Regions from separate parts of the Rattus norvegicus genome. Here region 2 is linked to region 1. Evidence: chromatin contacts called from public Hi-C data. All regions are on one chromosome and are shown on one strand. Each heading gives the region's core, a stretch centred on a gene start, on an enhancer-like site or on the middle of the called end of the contact. The rest is flanking DNA. Distances are from core to core; before and after follow the strand shown.

Region 1 (5,194 bases), core at 1,348-3,847:
ACTAAGAAATTTCAAACATGGGCCAGCAAATCAAGGTTGATGACCTGAGTTCAATCCCCTGGGCCCACATGGTGGAAGGAGAACCAATGTAGTCTTCTGACCTCCTCTTACATGCTGTGGCACAAGTGTGTTCACATACATGTACATACAAATGATTATTTAAAAAAAAAATGTAAGCCTGGGACAGTGTAGCACACCTTTAATCCCAGCACTTCAGGGGGAAAAGGCAGAAGAATCTCTGAGCTCCAGACTAGCCTACAGAGTGGGTTCCACAGTAGCCAGAGCCTCGAAAGCAAAACCAATGAAAAGTTCCAATCGTCACCTATGAAACCGTAAGGAGACTTAAGGAGAAGAGGCCAGCAGGCATACTCAGTACTGGGAAGCGATAGTCAACAATCCTTCACAAGACTGAAGATACACTCATGGATTCTCAAGACAAACTGGTAAACACCAACAGAGAAACCACTGCCGCTAAACACCAGAGAAAGAAGTTTTAATAAAGAGTGCAAGTTTGGAAAAATTTAATTCTACTAGAAACAAGCTAATTTCTCAGATTCTATCTTCATCAGTGATTCGGTTTCCAGTCTTCTCCACAGTCAGGAGATGCACCTTACCGGGCCACTTTCATACCCGAGTCTGACAGCAATCTAAACCCGCGCGGGTCCTGACCCTTCTCTGGGTGTGGGTGGGCGGACTGGCCCTTTCACTGGGGTCTGCTAAGACCATCTGCCTATCAGATATTTACAGTATGACTCAACACAAGTAACACAATTACAGTTATAAAGCAGTTACAAAGTAACTTTAGGGTTGGGGCCTCCACAACATGAGCAACTGTATTAAGGGGTGGCAGCATTTGGAAAGTTGAAAACCACTAAACCAAACTATCCAGAAGAACTTAGCCGGCCGATTCTATGTCTGGATAAAGAAATGGTCGTACAGAATGGGGCTAATTTCCTTTCTTCTCTAGAAACTAGAAACTTTCTCCTTTGCTTTCATCTTGCCTGCCCAAACTGTTCTGCAGAAGCCCTAGATCCCAATACTTATTTACTAAAACTGGGCCACGAAGAGGCCTTGACAAAGCATACGTTAAGACACCCCATTCACAGTCTCGGAAGCCTGATCCTGGGTCAAGCCTTTGGAAGGCTCCTTTCCACCCTGCAGCTTATCCCATAATTGCTAGAAAATTGCTAGTTATCTCCTCTGTGCGGGATTTCAGCTATACAGAGGCAATTAACTTAGTATTTCCAGGCTTCTCTTAAAACACTATGAAGAACCCACACATTACAAGTCTGGGAGGAAATTGTCAAGTAGGTAGAGTAGGTAGGAGTCAAAAAATATTCTGCTTTTATCACCTTAACTATGATAGAAATTCCCAGAATTTGCTTTGTTCATTTAAAAATATTTGAACGGGGGCTGGGGATTTAGCTCAGTGGTAGAGCGCTTACCTAGGAAGCGCAAGGCCCTGGGTTCGGTCCCCAGCTCCGAAAAAAAGAACCAAAAAAAAAAAAAAATTTGAACGTTGCCCTAGCATCCTTCCGAGTCTAACAAAAATCTGGTATTGCACACAGTTTTATTCGTACAAAACGTTGAAACTAGAAAAGGCACTGGAACAAGTCAATCTTTAGGTTGAAAAGCGCAGTTACTAGATTAAGTGCAACAGCCAATTTAAAACACGTCGTGTTTTCGCCTCATTACTTCAAATCTATCTTCTGTCTCATTTGCGTTGTCACGGCCTACGCCGATTTGTACAAGCCTTAACGAACCCTAGAGTTGAACAAAAGGCGTGTTCCTTGATTGGATTTCAGAAAAATGGATAGACTTGATTTCAATTTAACTCCACAGCCCTCAAAACACAGGGCTTGTTCCCGGGAGATCAGATCTTGCTCTTTCTTCTATATGCCCCTAGGTTTCACTTCTCATCATTCGCCACAAGCCTCGTTCATCCCTGACCACCCAAATCTCAGATACAGCCAACACCGCTGGGCTAAGTCACCGTGAAGTTACAGGAGACTGAATTTCTTAGAGCCTCGCTGGTGGGAGGGGGAAAGGGACAACCAATGCATCTTTAAGTTCCCCCCTCACCCCCAACGCCTTCACTTAAACTTCCGGAGAAGCCTCGAGGGGAGCACAAGAACCTGTCCCACGAGCCCAAAGTTTGCGCTCCCCGCCGACTGCCGGGCGCCCAATTACTCCCAACTGCCACCTCGGAAGCAAGCCACGTCGCCGTCTCGAGCTGCGGCGCGGAGTTACCAGGCGCTTGGGGGTTGGCGCCCCGGAGGGTAAAGCTCGGGGAGCGGGAGCAGCCCCGCGGCCTAGCTCGCCCGGAGCCTTCGCTCCCCACCCGTAGGGCCGTCGCGCTCGGGCCAGGCGGCCATGTTGCGCGAGTCCCCACCGGCTCGGCCCGTGTGGCGGGCGCCCACCTGGCGGCTTGGTGGTGGTGAGCGTCGTCGGGACCACTTTGCTGGTCGTGGTCGGCGGGTCAGTCACGTTGGGAGATGCGCTGCTGTTGCTCTGCGCGGCCGACAGGCAGAGCGCGGCGAGGCAGGTGGCGGCCCAGAACAGTCCGCGGGAGGCGCCCGACATCGTGTCCTCAGCCCAGGCGTCCAGGAGAAAAGCTGCGGCAAGCCAGGTTCCGTCCAGCCCTGCGTCCCTGCGGCGCCGCCCCCGAGAAGCCCGCCCCGCCGGAGCGCGCGGCGGTCACGTGATCGGCCCGGCGGGGGGCGGGGCGGGTGAGACCACCAGGAAGCCGGCAGGAGGGGAAGAGGCGGCCGAGGAGGCCGCCGCCATGTTGCTCCTCTGAGGCAGCAGTCCTTTGAGTCGCAAAGCGGTCCTTCTTGTCCTGAGAGGGCCACGCGCGACACAATGGAGCTCTCCTCACATCGGGACCACAGAAGGCCCTCCCCCGCGCCGGCAAGGATGGAACTGCCCACGTGACGCAGCGGGGGGCGTCTCCCTGCACCGCCTGGGAGGCGGGCCGCGATGGGTCACGTGACCCCTTCGGTAGCGCGCTGCGGAGTTCGGTTTAGCCGGGTAGAGTCTGAGACCGCTGGGTTTGTGTTGTGCTGGCAGCGCTCGCTCCCTTAGGGCTCTGTTGGCGCGGCCTTTTCCCCTTGAAGTTTGATGTATTTTTAAGTGTGATTTTTTTTTAAAGAGTTCGGGGACTCAGGGTAATGACGGGGCCTCGTGATCAAGGAGTTTCTTCCCGGCCGCGGGTTCAGTGCGGGTGGTTGTGGGTGGGACCGAAAGTGATCTTCTGTCCCGGACGCTTCCATGTCGTAACCGCCATCGGTGCCCTTGCCTAACCTGCTTCTTCCGAGTGACTCAGAGATCCGCAGTAGCGGCCGACCTCTCCCAACACCAATCACTGTGGTCAGAAAGAAACGGTCAAGGATGAAAAAGCCTTCGTGTCCCTTCCCACACAAGTGAGAAAGTACGAGACTTGGGGAAAGTGACCTGACCCTGATACTAGGATTGCCTGGTGGCAGAACCAGCATTTTCAGTGTCTGTCTGACTCTGGCTTTCCGTAGTCGTGAGCGCCATCTGATGCTGGTCTCACAAAATACTCAACGCTTGACGTACTTTTATTAAGGTTTTGGTTTTTTTTTTGTTTTTGTTTTTGTTTTTTGTTTTTTTTTTTTAAATAAAACTTGAAAATGATCTGTAGAGCTGGGGATGCTGCTCATTTGATAGAACGATTGCCCCTCATGCATGAGTCGGGGTATGTAATGCTGTCTTGACTGCTTAGCATTTGCCAAGCATTTGCCGTGGTGTTTTATGTTGTAATTTAAGTGTCATAACAAGAATCTCAGCTGTAGTACACATTTTTAAAAACGACTGTAGACGCGTTTTTACAACTTTAGCGGAAGATTGGAGGCCCTCATTTCTGCCAGTAGCGAGTTCAGTGTTGCCTTGTGGGTGAACTCTGTAAGCTAAACCTAACCGGTGGTCTTAGCATTAGGGTGCAGTCAATAAGTAGCCATCATATGTGCTTTAGCGAAGCTGCTGTTTTCTCAAATGCCTCACGTGACATCGAGGCTAAAAGAAGGCTGACTACTCAACTCGTGACGTTGGAAGATTTAAGAGCAGAGGTTACGTTTCTTTTCCTCCTGCTCCCAGATCGATGATCTCATTTGTCCCCTAGGATGAACGCACTTTGCTGTGGGGACCATTGATTAAACAGCTTGTCACTTGACTGTTCCAACTTTAGTCATCAGATCCTTTCGGCTTTCTAAGGGGACAGTTTCAAGACTAACAAACTACTAGCTCGCTTTATTTCAATGGCATCTGCAGAACTAGATCAAGGAACTGACTTTAGTCAGTTGTAGAAACAGCTTTATTTCCAGTTTAAAGGAGCAGAATTCTGTCTATTACCCTGTTTCTCAACTTTGACACTATTGTGGTTGTAGGTTAGTCGACTCTTCCCGTCTCGTCTTTATAGGTTGTATAATAACAACCTGGCCTCTATCTAGGAGAAGGTAGAAAACACACTACCCTTCCCTTGTGCCAACACAACCCCTAACATTTCCAGTGCTCCCCAATGGTAAAATCAACAACCTTAGTTGAAAACTAATGTGCTAGACCCCCTTGGGGGTCACATATCAGATATTATGCATATCAGATATTTACATTGTGTAAAAGGTAGTGATTCCATTTTGGGAGGGTAGGGAAGAAAGTTTGAATGTTAGGGAGACACCTTTGAATTAGTTCATTTGGTTTACTGAAAAATTCCTATGGTATCAGTGAAAACTGGCAACAACACAGTATGATAGTCTTAATGCCCCTTGAAAGATGACACACTGTCACTGAACTGGTTTTGTTGGGAGACATTACCGAGTCTTTATTAGGTATCTGTTGTGCCAGCCATCATTATTAATGTCTTCACTTGCTTTCAGTCCAAAACAAACATGTTTAACTTAAAATACTTGTACGATATAAAAATTCAAGAATCTGGGGTTGGGGATTTAGCTCAGTAGTAGAGCGCTTGCCTAGCAACCGCAAGGCCCTGGGTTCGGTCCCCAGCTCTGAAAAAAAAAGAAAAAGAAAAAAAAATTCAAGAATCTGGGGTCATGGGGGCTGGAGAGATGGCTCAGCGGTTAAGAGCACTGACTGCTCTTCCAGAGGTCCTGAGTTCAATTCCCAGCAACCACATGGTGGCTCACAACCATCTGTAAAGAGATCCGATGCCCTCTTCTGG
Region 2 (5,048 bases), core at 1,789-4,288, 290 kb before region 1:
TGCACTATTGCACCAATGCACACTGGACAGACATCCATCCTAGCTGAGGGTGTAAGATTAGCACCATTAATACTAATCTAGGCAGGATTTAAGGTCTTCCTTAGTTCAGCCACCTTTCAAGGGGGGCGTCAACAGCACAAATGTATGAATGTAAAGGCTAAACACTGACATTTTAGGAACTAGAAGCTTACAAGTCCACCTTGGTTCATGGTGGGAAAGCACTGCAACAGGAAGCAGGGCACACTTCTGACATGCTATGCTCGCACATGGGAAGCAGGCTTGGGTGGTCATGGATTCGAGGGCAGTCTGGCCTACACTGCAAGACCCTGTTTTAGGACAGTGCAAACCAAAGCTGCCAGGCCGGCCAGGAGCACACAGGACTAGAACTAACACTTGGGAGGCAGGTAGGGAACCTGGAAGGAAGGCCAGAAGTTTAAGACTGCCCTCAGCACACACCAAACAAATCCAAGGCCAGACTGAGCTATGGGAGGCCCTACCTTAAAAATAAAAACAAAACGGCTTTCACAGGAGTCCTGGCTACAAGTTCTCACGCGCTTTGCAGATGGAGCAAGAATGATAAAAGGGGCACAAAAGGAAAGGAGGATCAGAGCAAAGCTCGCTCTGCAGGCCAGATCAGCAGAGCCAGAGTTACCAGCTAGCCAGTCCTCAGGGGCTAGGATTGGTCTGCAGGCCTGATCAGCAGAGACAGAGTTACCAGCTAGCCAGTCCTCAGGGGCTAGGCTTGGTCTGCAGGCCAGATCAGCAGAGACAGAGTTACAGGGCCAGCCAGTCCTCTCAGGGGCTAGGCTTGGGCATGTTGGGGATAGAAAGAGTGCATGCCTGTGTAAACAGATAAGCTGAGAAGAAAAGTTAATTATTACATGAGAATTGATCTGCTCTATTAAGCTATCTTTATTATCTCAGCCAAGCCTCATCATCCCTGCTTTGAATCACTGTTAATACTCTATATGTCATATAATTTTTCCACAATGATTTTTAAATTGCTCTTTAAATACTAAAGTAATACATGCTTGTTACGAGAGAATAGGAACTAACAAAGAGCTACCTCAAAATTAACAGGCCAGTCTGTGGGAGAGCAGAAGCCTTCCTCCCCTGGTGCCCTCTAACACATCAGTACAAACACAGTGGGTGGGCAGAGAGCTTCGAATACACTGGCTCAGCTCCCTAGTCACTTCCGTTCTGGGGAGAACTCTTTTCCTTGCTTACAAAGAACTCACAGAGATCCACCTGCCTCTGCCTCCAAGTGCTAGGATTAAGGGGTACACTTCCAGAGCTGGCCTGAGCCTGTTCTCTTATTTATAAAAATGTAGAACTTACCGCACAGAATCGTAATTGTGCAATCATAGAGATGACAGGGAAACCACACACAGAGTCGTGCAAAGTATTCCAGAATATAGGTGGGACCTGCAAACATTAAAAGGCCCAGTAAGGGCTGGAGAGATGGCTCAGCGGTTAAGAGCACTGACTGCTCTTCCAAAGGTCCTGAGTTCAATTCCCAGCAACCACATGGTGGCTCACAACTATCTGTAATGGGATCTGATGCCCTCTTCTGGTGTGTGTGAAGACAGCAACAATGTACTCGCATACATGAAATAAATAACTAATCTTTAAAAAAAAAAAAAAAAAAGCCCAGCACTAAAGGAGGGCAGAAGAGAGGAGTGTGATACACTTAAGGCCAGCTTGTCTATGAAGTGAATTCCAGACATACTGGACACCAAATCAAACAAGCAAGCAAGCAACCCCGAAAGGCATTTTGCAGATTTGTGTCCCTCCACACCTGGACAGTGTCTCCCTCCTTTAGGACACTGGAGTCCAAGGGAAGCTTCTGAGACCTTCCAATTTCTCTGACACACTCGGAAAGTCAGTCTAGGTTGGCAGCGAGGAGTGCACACACATATGTCTCTAGTACTTGGAGATGATCATCAAACCGTACAGCTCACTGAAACGCTACGATTCTGCTTATAAAATGCCTTGAAGGTAGTACATGATAAGCACTCAGTGAAAATTGTGTGTGTGTGTGTGTGTGTGTGTTTATGTCTGTGAGTGTGTATGTCCGTGAGTGTGTGTGTAGATGTGTGTGTATGTGTGTATTTGGAGTGGGGGAGATGTTGGGGTGTAGTTCAGTATTAGAACCCTTGCATTTATGAGGCCCTGGGCTGAATCCCTAGTGTAAACATACACACACACACACACACACACACACACACACACACACACACGCTCACAACTTTCTGTAACTCTAATTCCAGGAGATCTGCTGCCCTCTTCTGCCCTCCTCAGGTACCAGGGATGCTTGTGGTGTACACACATTCATACAGGCAAACACTCATACACACAAATCAATCTTAAGAAACAACCACCTGGGCTGGAGAGATGGCTCAGTGGTTAAGAGCACTTACTGCTCTTCCAGAGGCCCTGAGTTCAATTCCCAGCAACCACATGTTGGCTCACAACCATCTGTAATGAGATCCAATGCCCTCTTCTGATGTGTCTGAAGACAGCTACAGTGTACTTATATATAATAAATAAATCTTAAAAAACCCCAACTATGATTGTACTCAAATATGCTATAGATAAAACACTTTATCGGCAGCTACAGTGCTAATAACATACTATCATACAATTTTAACTCTTAGTCACAATCTTGGTTTATTTTTATTGTTTTCCTTTAACTCACTGAAAACGAGAACATTTTCTACTTAAAAACAAACAAACAAACAAAAAACCCTCTTAGTGCCAGAATAGTGTCAGACACAAAAAAGGATTTTTAAGAACTTTTAAGTATCTTTAAAAGCTACTCATGCGATGACTGGATGAAGGGGGTGATGCTGCAGGGCTCAGAGAAATCCAACATCCCCACTGCTAAGTTCTCGAGGACAGGAAGACAGGCAGGCACCCTCCAGTGTCCTTACCCCGGTCAATACAAGCATTGCATCTGACAGGCCACAGTAAGGCAGCAGCATGCCTCAGGAGGTCACACGCTTGCTGCCAAGCCTGCCAACCTGCGCTTCACCTCTGTGACCACAGGACGGAGACAGCTGGCTCCTGCCAAGTGTCTTCTGACTCCCACATGTGGGCCATGGCATAAGAGCATACGCACGCTCACACATACAGTAAATAGATGACTTTTTAAAGTTCTTGTTAAAAAGTAGATTATTATTTACTCAACATTTGAATCTTTGTAAGTTTCCTTACTTTCCGAACTCAAAGACGCCATCAAAGACGATTGCAGATGGAATTAGCAAATGTTTGTCTTTTATTTTATCTTATTTTTATTTTAGACATTGTCTTCCTGGCCTGGAGCTCAGTATGTAAATCAGGCTGGCCCCCATTTTACAGTCATCTGCCTGCTTTAGCCATTCAGACTCTGAGGTTACAGGCATACACCAGGACACCCAGTTTAGCACCTCTCTATCTGAGTAATTACTACTATGAATAATGAAAGTATACTTAGTAATAACTCATTTCTTAGTACAAAGGCCAAACAAACTTCTAATTTGGATTCAAACTTTTTTTCTAGAAAATGAAGTTTTCTGTGTTAGATTGAAAAGGAAACAAAAGGGCTAGCTGAACCAACAGACTCGACCAGCCATGTACGATGTGCTAGACTTCAGTGAAGGTTGATACACTGTGGTCCTTCTCTGCACACATACACAGCTTTCCATCCACACACTCTCTAGATTACAAATGGTAGTTATACTGTATTGTCTGGGAAATGACAAGAGTGCATGTGTTTAGGACAGACACAGATTCCCCCTCACCAAATGATTGCTTTTTGTTTTTTAAAACACAGTCTCATGAAGCCCCAGCTAGCTTCAAGTCACAAGTAGCCAAGAAGACCAAGTCTAGTTCTCCTTCCCATGCCTTCCAAGGATGGGAGTACAGGTATACCCTGCCAAGCCATGCATGTCAAGCAAACACTACCAGCCACCCCAGCCCGGCCCCAGACCAGTCCCAGCCCGGCCCCAGCCCTGAGTACCTTTGATGGTCTGGTAGTTAACCATGTTGATATGGAACCGGACCCGAAGGGAAAAGCAGGTTTGGAAACAGAATAAATGCAATGTGCTGACAGTTGTGACGTGTAGCACAGCTCAGAGACTGTACTTTTCTCTGACATGGTCTTTTGCCAACACCATCACTCCTTTCATCCTGCAATGGACTTTTAGTGTACATACCATGGATATCAAAACTCTGAATACTAACTGCTATGTGAAAGTTAATAAACTGTCAGTTACGAGTCCGAAACTAGTCTGTGCTGACTGGTACAAGTGTAGTAGAACTCAGGTTGAGAGCTGGTGCAGGTAATGTCAGTGCTTGGTGGCAGAGGCAGAGGTGGCAGGAGGATCAAGAGTTTAAGGCCCTCCCCAGTAACACAGGGAATTTGGGGTGGGGATGTAGAGAAAACAATCTCAAATTTTAGTGTAGACACCCAGTCATGTATGTTCCTAAAGTCACTGTATTATTTACTGGGTTTACAACATAAGAAATGAGTCCAGGGAAATGTAAGCAGGTAAATACTGAATATGGAAATCATAAAACACTTTTTTTCACTGCTTAAACACAATGATTCTAATAACAACGTTTATATAATAACTGTAAAAGGGAAGTCCTGAGACTTTAGAGTATGCGTGGGTCACAAGCCAATGGAAAATCATTCTGTATGAGCTCAGTGCAGTCATACAATCTGGGCTTGATTTCTCAAGAGAATTGAGGTCCCTTCCGTGTGGTAAACAACTTGCTGTCTGACTTGGAATGCAATACCATATTTTGGGAGATTTCAAACCGTCATAATCCACAGGAAAAATACTCAACACTCCTACACTATTTTTTTAAACCCACAATAGTACAGCTTTTCAGCCACAAAGCTCGAAGCCAGCTATAACAGCAGTACTTTTCCACTCAAGGTTTGTGTGGGGCGGGAAGGGGACCTTCAGCGCTTAGGAACACTAGGGTCTAAAATAAGATCCCTGCAAGGAGTCACTACAACACTCACACTGCCAGCACTGTCATGGCAACGGTGAGCTACC

What was found. Hi-C and Micro-C count contacts between places; a contact is called where the count stands out from the background.
Region 2: a Hi-C map of liver shows a contact between it and region 1, with 2.7 times the contacts expected there. The contact joins the enhancer-like site here to the promoter of Cd164 in region 1. A contact is called at or near these places in 5 of 12 Hi-C or Micro-C datasets (the A7r5 cell line, Schwann cells, kidney and 2 more).

The regions. Positions count from the first base shown.
Region 1 is chr20:46,603,842-46,609,035 of GRCr8, reverse strand. Cd164 (CD164 molecule) reads right to left here and starts at 2,597. Exons shown (of 6, transcript NM_031812.1): 1 at 2,421-2,597. The coding sequence starts at 2,583.
Region 2 is chr20:46,890,646-46,895,693 of GRCr8, reverse strand. It overlaps a transcript of Sesn1 not described here. Among named protein-coding and RNA genes, the nearest start is that of Cep57l1, 16 kb to the right of the region's middle. Within about 2 kb of position 3,038, at least 15 of the 93 cell types and tissues checked have an H3K27ac peak or open chromatin away from gene starts, as enhancers often do. A contact at or near this core is called in liver, where this site is marked.